Linked DNA regions of Columba livia: all the other regions are linked to region 1. A link is a contact called in public Hi-C data. All regions are on one chromosome and are shown on one strand. Each heading gives the region's core, a stretch centred on a gene start, on an enhancer-like site or on the middle of the called end of the contact. The rest is flanking DNA. Distances are from core to core; before and after follow the strand shown. Region 1 overlaps TEX2 (testis expressed 2). Region 2 holds the start of CEP95 (centrosomal protein 95). Region 3 holds the start of PECAM1 (platelet and endothelial cell adhesion molecule 1).

Region 1 (2,821 bases), core at 117-2,616:
GGTCAATTTCCCTATAAATATAGTAGCAAAAGGAGTATTTCCAACAAAGATACTAAAGGGAGATTATAGCCTCAATTTGTACGGGACAAAAGTATCTCTGCAAAACATCTAAGAAATATTACTTCCCAGGGTTATGTTAGATGAGTTGCGTTAATAGAATTGCCTTTTTTCTACTCAAAATTGGTAAGTGATGACACACAGGCTGAGGTGAGTCATGAGTCTGATACAAGGTCGCTCTGCCAGTGCGATCCTTGTGTTTCCTTTGGGAGGCAGGTGAGCAAGATCTGCTTCTCTTGCGCTTTGCACACGTTGCCATTGCTGGAGATACGTCCAAGCCGCAAAAATTGCAGGTGTGTGAGTAGACAAAATGGAATTTATTGACTTGGGTTAAAAGTGCTGTGAAGATAAGGTATATACGTTAGCACTTGAGTTAATGTCTCCGAGGGATTCCGGGATTCAGTCGGTACATGATGTTTAAATTCGAGTCTTGTGTTTGCTTTTAGTACAAGACAGAATCGTATGTTCTCACCTTTCAGTTTAAAATCGTGTTATTGTCAGTGTGTTAAGAACAAACAAAATTTGTCCAGCCGACGTACTGCTCAACTTTCATGGGAAGCCGCAAGCAGCAACAGAGGTGTTTTCAAATGTGTTTCAATTAATCTTCACATTTGATTTGAGTATGTAGAATAGTCGTTCCCCTGCCATCCCCTTCTGCGCAGGATTAGTTCCACTGGAGAAAACAAACGTTGTGTTTTGAAGCTAGTTCTGGCAGACTGGCTTCAGTTCTGTTATTTTAGATGGAGTTTATAAAAAAAAAGTGAAGGGGACATTTCAGAGTTTCCACTAGAAATACACGTAGTGTCAGCCAAAGCTGTACATGATGAATAGCTATTTAAGAATATTACATTTGACCTGGAAATCGCATTGTTTCAGTTTCAGGCCAAGGGCGTATTGTCTTGCAGACAGCGATGAGGAATCCTCCAGCGCTGGGTCTTCGGAAGAGGATGATGCTGCCGAACTGGCGGGAGAGAAGCAGGTGACTCCAGGAGCAGAAGGGTGAGCTGTGTGCCGTCTTGGTTAATCCTTCCCTCCCAAGCTCCAGACTTGGTGTAACCAATACCTTGGTCTGGCCCCGTCGTGCTCATTGTTGCTGTGTGAGTATATCCAAGCAATTAAGCAAACACAAGTCACCCATTTCTAGAGCAAAGAGCAGCAATCAGGCGGTGAGTACAGATGGAAGGAAGCTGCTCTGCAGTGCTTTCCTGTGCTGGGAGCATCGTCCACGGTGACCTGTACAGCGCTCCCTTTGACATCCCGATGGGGTTATAGAGAAAGCAGAGTCTTTGGGGCACAGAACCTGTGGGACTGTCCCCAGCGTTTTGCCTGAGCCAAGAGCAGGATTTTGTGTGTGAACTTTGAAACGCTCTGTTCATATACAGCATTATACCCACGCTGATCCTGCTGATCCCGTATTTCCAGTGTGTTTTTTTTCTCTAAGAACACAACTGTTACTCAATCCCAGCTTCTTGCTCAGGGTTTTGTGGTTTGTTGTGCTTTTGTTATTCCCCTGGAAGGCTTTGCGTGTCTCGCTGTGCAATACTGCCCTCCCGTGCCCTGCAAGAGTTTGAAAGAGAATTCCCAGCATCAGTTTTGCCACGTCATTCCTTGGTTTGGCTGCTGCCCTGATTGTTTTATTTTGCTTTATACATCTGATTGAAACAATGTCTTGCAATGAGCAATCTGTAGTAACACTGAAATGTCTCGGACAATAATGTTTCCTATGTCTGAACACATCTCAGTGATTTTTACAGGGAGTATACCAAAAGGCTCCATGACATATTGAAAATACTCATTGGAGTCTCCTCAGAGTTTTATTCCCAAAAGCTTTTGAAATCTGTGTGATGAGTTGTTGGAATTATTCCAATGGATGTGTTTTTCCATCTTTAAAAAATACAATGATCATATAAAGAACCCTTAAAGAGAACAAAGGATTTTTAAATACAATACTGAATTTCCTTACACCTCTCAAAAATCTGCATTACTGTCCTATAGAATCTTATGAGTAACTGCTGTTTAGAATTTTTATATCAAAAAGTATAATGATTTAATAGGAAATCCATGGGTGTCTTAGCAAGGTTCAAGGTAATTACCTTCATGTACTCTTTCTATTCTCCATCTAAAGGTATGTTGGAGGACATCGGACAAGTAAGATCATGAGAATCGTGGATAAAATTACTAAGTCAAAATACTTTCAGAAAGCAACAGAGACTGAATTTATTAAGAAGAAAATTGAAGAGGTGTCCAATACTCCATTGCTGCTAACAGTTGAAGTACAAGAGTGCCGAGGAACACTAGTAATTAACATTCCACCTCCACCTACTGACAGGATATGGTAAGGTGATGTTTCAGGTGTGTGTTGCCTAAGGAACTGCTGCTAAAAGGGGTTAAACCCCCCTTTTTGAAAGGGATTCTGGAAGAGATGCAATACAAACTAGTTGTAAATGAGATGAGAACTGTTATTAAGAGAACACTGGCAGTTCACACATAATAAAATCTGTTCTGTTCATAATAAAACCTGCTGTGTCTGCTCTCCTAAGGTACGGCTTTCGGAGACCTCCCTACCTGGAGTTAAAAGCTCGGCCAAAACTTGGTGAGAGAGAAGTGACTCTGGTCCATGTGACTGACTGGATAGAGAGGAAACTGGAACAAGAGTTTCAGGTGTGTTTCCGTTACGTTTTCATTTCCTTAATTGTAGTATTAACCAATTAGAGTGGTGGGGTTTTTAATTTTGTATGTCCCCTGTTTCATTCAAGACTAGTTG
Region 2 (2,821 bases), core at 147-2,646, 100 kb before region 1:
GTGAAAGATAGAACCTGTTTAAGTGTCTTGGACTCCACCCGAAGTGCAGTATGCTTTTTCAAAAAACATGAGCTTCTCTTGTAAAATCCCAGTTTCCCTAATACTCTCAGGCAATGACAATGCTGCTAATGTAAGTATTCTTCATGAAAACTAAATTCAAGGGCTACTTTTATTAGTTCACTGTTTAGGGATCACAAGTACATGGACCTGGTGCCACCAACTTCACGCTATGTCGAGCACAATGAGATATGTGCACAACCAGACTGCTTTTCCCAGAATTTTGAATCACAAATCCAAAGTACTTTTAAGTACACGTATCCTCTACAGCGTTCCATGTCACCCAATTCAAATATCAACTTGGAAAAAAAGCATCTTCATCTCTGTTAGCCTGTGATCTCTTAAGGGTGGATCTTCCCCCTACATGTTGCTTTTGCAGACAAAACAGTATTTTAACATGTATTATTGAGGACTTTGAATTACTGAGAAGGGCAAAGTTATGTTTGGATGAAAAAAAATTACTACAAAGGAAATTAATTTATATAAGTTTTACTCTTCTGTACACAGGGAGTATTACTTTTCCACTGCTTTACTCTTCACTTCCAGAAATCACTATACCCTAACAGGTTAATAATTTCAGGTGCATGAAAGCTTAAAGCAGAACCTCCTACATTTCACACTGAATAACTTCAGCTGCTGTTCACCTCCAGCTGTAGCGATTTAAAAGTGTCACCGGGGGGGAATAAGGCAAGAGGGGGGGTTTACCATAAAGAGCCACAACACAAGAAAAAGACATCTTTAAAGAAAGGCACGTCTGAAGAAAATAGACAGTGTTCGGGATGTGAGCAGCAGGTGGGTGACAAGGAGAGAAGAGGCAGCTCTCGCCTCGGCCTCCCTGCGGACTGGCTGCCCCTCTGGGCCTCGCACCCGCCCCACCGACCGGGCCCCGGTGGCGAGCGCCGAACACATGAAGAAGGGAGAGGCGCCGGCGGTCGGGAGCCCGGCGATCTCCTCGGGAGCCCCGCCGCCCCTACCTCTCTCCTCCGCGCTGCCCATGGCGCGGCGCCTCACGCACCAACGGCCGCCAGGTACCGCCCCCCCCGGGGAATTCAAATAGACCTTCCCGGCGTCCTCTGTGCTGATTGGACAGGCTGCGCCGGAAGGGGCGGGCCCCCCCGCCGAGCGTTGTTATCTTCCAGCGGGTTGTGAAAGAGCCGGTCGTCATGGAAACGGGCGTGGGGGAGCCTGTAACTCACAGCCACGCCGCAGCGCGGGTCACGTGGCCTTCCCCTCCCCCACTTCCCGCTGCAGGCACCGCGCCTCTGTCACGTGACGGGGCGCCCTCGGTGTGGGAGCCGCGGCCCCCCCGCCATCCCCTCACCCCCAAACCGGGCCGCCCTGCCCGCTTGGAGCCGCCTCCCTGTGCCCCCCAGCCCCGGTGGCCGAGCTGCCGCGGGCGCCACGGTGGGCGGGCCGGGGAGCGGTTCGGCTGCTGAGGGCGGTTGGCGGCACAAAATGGCGGCCGGGAGGCGCGGGCTGTGGGGGTTTCCCGCGCTGGGCCCGCCCCGCTCGCCCTCACAGCGTGGCGGTTGTTGGTGTTTGCACAAGAGAAGTGAGGTTGGCCTCGGGGAAAGTTCCAGCGCTTGACCTTGTAGGCCTGGCGTGTTTACATGTTAATGTACAGATGGAGAGTTGGGGTTACATGGGCAGGTGATGGAGGTTTGCTCAGGAAACATGGGTGACCTGATGGCTTTTGTGTGTGACAGGAGTTTTATAACCTTTATTAAAAATAAGAGTTAGAAGCTTTTGTCCGGTGAAATTTACCACTAACATACACGTTTTTGGAGACATTGAGTGGGGAAAGTATATTCTCCTCCATACTAAGCAACAGCATTCCGTGCTCCTTAGGAATTATGGAATTTCCACATTGCATCAAGTCACACAAAACTAGAAATAATGATGACCCTTATCCTTAAACTCCAGGAGTGTGACAGAAGCAGCTGAGATCCCAATTACGACTGTGAGAACAATGACCAGCGGCAAGTAAACATCAGTGACAAAGTGAGCTCTAACAGTAATTTGTAGAGTAATAACTCAAGTGCACACACTGCTTAAATAAACCAGCTTTTGTGTATATAAGCAAATGCATATCTAGTAAACTAGAACCTAGATTTCAGTTTGGTGTATGCGCAGCTCTGCAAAGCTGCGTTGATTTGTTAGGCGTATGTTGGCTTAAACTAAGAAGAGAGCTCAGGAAAACCAGCGATGTTTAACTTGAAGGGTGGAACACAAAACGAGGAAGTTGTTTGAAAGAGGAAATCAAAAGGAGTTACTTGCAGACTAAATGTGAGACAGAGATGAGGTTTTGTGTTTGTTTAGTCTTCTCAATTCTTTAAAACCTTAGCAAAGTTAAACAGTACAGTAACACGAACCACTAAAATATATACAAACAAAAAAAAATAAAAATAAGCTACAGTAAATGTAATGTGTACATGAAAAGATGGGACAATTTGCTGTTTTCACAGCCTTTGCAAAAAGCCTTTTTCAGACTCATTAGAAGCAAGAAGTCTCCAGGGTCAGTAGGTAGAGAGTGTCAAAAGGAGTATTTTTGGAGAAAAAATCTACAACAAGCTATATTAAATCACTAACTCCTACTGAAAAGGAGGATCCCCTGTTAGAAATGGGCAGGAGATGGTATCAAAGAACCTAGTCAAATTGAAGTGCTGCTAAAAGAGCAAATTAGTAAGAAGAAAAAGTGATGGATCGAGGTGGTATTTCAAATTGCTGAGGGAGGAACAGCTGTGGCTATCCAGAAACTAGGATA
Region 3 (2,821 bases), core at 139-2,638, 75 kb before region 1:
GGAGGAGAGCCTTTGTCGCCTCGTGGGAAACACTAGTGTGGTTTTGCTGAGCTTTGTGTGTCATGCTGAATTCTTTTATGGGGGGAGGGGGAAATCTCCTTCCTTCCTATTTTTTGTTATCAATAGCCAAAGTTGATGTACCTTTGTTCTCCACCTGCCATGTGTCCTCCTTCTCTTTTCCTTTACATGGCTCTGGAGACCATGGTTGGCAAACAGCCAAACCATCAGTCTTTTGTTGGTGGTGTATTTCAAACAGGCTGGATTAAGCAGAACAAACACTATCTCTAGTTAATCGGCTACTTCTTAGTCATTAACGGCTCTGACTATTGTGCCATTCTGTACTCCCTGCAAAACAGCTAGTTAGGTGCTTGTTCATACTGCCGATATATTGTTAAACAAATGAGTGTTTCCCTCCTGCTTCCTTTTGCCAAATACCACACTTATGTGTGTAATACAAGTATTAAAGTACACCTATAGCTTTAAACTATTGTTTTGGGGGAAAAATACAGTTTTCATTGACCCCCCAAAAAAGGGTGTTTCACATAACAGTGAAGCTGTATGTCTCATAGAGTTTTGTGGGTGTGTTTTAGTAAGCCTGGAAAATGACACTGGAAGTAAAGGAAAGCATTGACTCTGTCTACAAATGAAAGAAACGAAGGGATTTAGAGTAAAATACTTGATTTTCAAGAAGAACTAAATCACTAGTTAGGGAGTTCTGGGACACACAACTTGAGAAAGACTTTTTGAAGGGCACGATTTCAACTCACTTTCTCAAGCCTGTAGACTGAGTCAGTGTTAGGACTCAAGTCGAATGATTTAACTCTTGCTCCCAAGTATTCTCTGTTTCAGATTGCAACAGTGCTGCTTCAGATTTCTGCAGACAAATGAAACTCCAACCAGTTCTTTTCTTGTGGGATTGAAATTTTATGATTGTGCATGCCTTGCACTGTCTTAACTACATAAAATAAAATCTTGTGCATTTCTGTGGGTTTGATATATGATGGTAGTATGAGAGGTGCATCTATCAGTATTCTCATCTAAGACGAAAGTAGCTATGGTTTCCGAGATAATTTGAATTTATTGCATACCCTACAGTAAAGCTGTTCTTTGCCACAGCAAAGATGAGAGACCTAGAAATGGAGGCAAAAGGGAAGAGTGAATAATTATATACATGAATTATCCAAAAGAGTTTTCCATGTCAAGATGAAGGGAAATATTTTCTCAAGGATCTGCTGAGGTCAAGCAGCAAAGGTAATTTGTGTTTCTAAATGGTTAATTGTGACTTAAAAATACCCGTATTGACAGGAACTACAGGATAAATGTCATTGGAACTTCTTGTTTTTTTAATACACCTTAAGAAATTAAACAAAGCAAATGCATTTGGTGGCGCCCTCAGGAAAAGTCCAGTCACTTCCTGAACCGTAATCTGCCTGTGAGCAGCAGATAGATTCTCATTGTTTCCCATTTCCAGTTTCCAGTAATGGGAACGATTACTTGATCTAGCCAGTTGCTGTTGAAGATCTGGGAAAACTTACAGATTTTAATGGCAAAATTTTATCTGTTTCCATAAAACAACAACAGAAAGAAAACCTCATAACCTGGTTTTGGTACCTCAAGGCATCACCTCTGATGATGAATATTGTTTTATTTTGGAATTAAGTGTCTGTTCTTCAGGAACGAGATGTATCTTGCTCTTCTGGTGATTTTCTTGCAGTGTAAGTTTGATAACTAAATATCTGGGTGGATACATGTGTTTCTGGTTTGTTTGGGCTTTTTACTGTTTCCCATTACTGTCTGTCGGTCTGTAAACTTTGAAAATAACATTACTTTTCATTTTTTTCCAGGTTCAGGACTTTACACTCAGGAGGGAGGTAAGTCATTCTAGGGTTTTTTCACATAAAATTTTAAAATAAGTAATTTAACTAATTCCTCAGTTGTTGGTGTGCATCCATAACAGAGTTTATCTTGTTTTGCTGTACTATAGCTCAGTGTGAAATTTGGCCTTGTAAAAACAAAAATATATATATATATTACTTGGTGGTGTTTCTTGTTATAGTATGTAAGTGACAGATGTGCTGTTCATATTTTCATAAATGTTTTGGTGAAATCATTCCTAATTTGCTTTAGTGTGGCATACAAGAGAAGAGAAAAGAGAGGAAATTTAATTACTAGCATTTTGTTTTGATCTTTAAAAAACCCTCTCGTACCCAGAAGCAAGGGGGTAGGATAATACTATAGAATATAAGTTAAGGGCACTCTCTCTTGCTCTTTTTATTGCAAAATAAAAGATAATGTCTGAGCAGAGTAGTCAGTGATTCAGTCCCTCAAGACAAAGGCTGAGCAGCTGGACAGCGTGTGCTGTGACAATCAGTAGTTGCTTCTTGTGTGTCTGTGCAGGGAAGGTAAAGCTGCTACCGCTCTCAACATCTGTGAGATCTGACCGGGAAAATTAGAACCCCTGCTACTAGGGTAGAAATGAATTAAATTTTGTGAGGAAAATGTAGCAGCTTGAGATAACAGTATTATGTCGGACAAGCTGAAAATAAATATAACTTTTTTTTTTCCCCACAAGTTTTTACTTTCAATACAGTTGAAATCAAAGTTCAGCCTTCTGTCAAAGTAAAGAATGGAGCTCCTATGTCAATTGTCTGCCGTGCTGATATTAGCAAAAATACTGATTTCCAGCTGAAGCATAATTTTACAATTTTTAAGGATGGCAAGCTTGTATTCATGACTGTAACAGACAGAGAAGATGCAAAATATGAAATATCTGTGGCTAGATCTTCAGATACAGGAGAGTATGAATGTACCGTGGAAGCAC

What was found. A called contact is a pair of places that touch in the nucleus more often than the background predicts.
Region 2: a Hi-C map of liver shows a contact between it and region 1, with 2.0 times the contacts expected there. The contact joins the promoter of CEP95 here to the enhancer-like site in region 1. A contact is called at or near these places in 2 of 2 Hi-C or Micro-C datasets (crop and liver).
Region 3: a Hi-C map of crop shows a contact between it and region 1, with 4 times the contacts expected there. The contact joins the promoter of PECAM1 here to the enhancer-like site in region 1. A contact is called at or near these places in 2 of 2 Hi-C or Micro-C datasets (crop and liver).

The regions. Positions count from the first base shown.
Region 1 is chr18:10,469,771-10,472,591 of bColLiv1.pat.W.v2, reverse strand. It overlaps TEX2 (testis expressed 2), which reads left to right. Exons shown (of 12, transcript XM_065034115.1): 9 at 934-1,056; 10 at 2,183-2,392; 11 at 2,598-2,718. Among named protein-coding and RNA genes, the nearest start is that of ERN1, 6.8 kb to the right of the region's middle. Within about 2 kb of position 1,366, at least 1 of the 3 cell types and tissues checked has an H3K27ac peak away from gene starts, as active enhancers do.
Region 2 is chr18:10,572,610-10,575,430 of bColLiv1.pat.W.v2, reverse strand. It overlaps CEP95 (centrosomal protein 95), which reads right to left and starts at 1,396. Exons shown (of 22, transcript XM_065034125.1): 1 at 1,032-1,396. The coding sequence starts at 1,053. LOC110362970 (a long non-coding RNA gene) reads right to left here. Exons shown (of 2, transcript XR_002420747.2): 2 at 2,356-2,821.
Region 3 is chr18:10,544,502-10,547,322 of bColLiv1.pat.W.v2, reverse strand. It overlaps PECAM1 (platelet and endothelial cell adhesion molecule 1), which reads left to right and starts at 1,388. Exons shown (of 16, transcript XM_005508006.4): 1 at 1,388-1,715; 2 at 1,845-1,871; 3 at 2,573-2,821. The coding sequence starts at 1,682.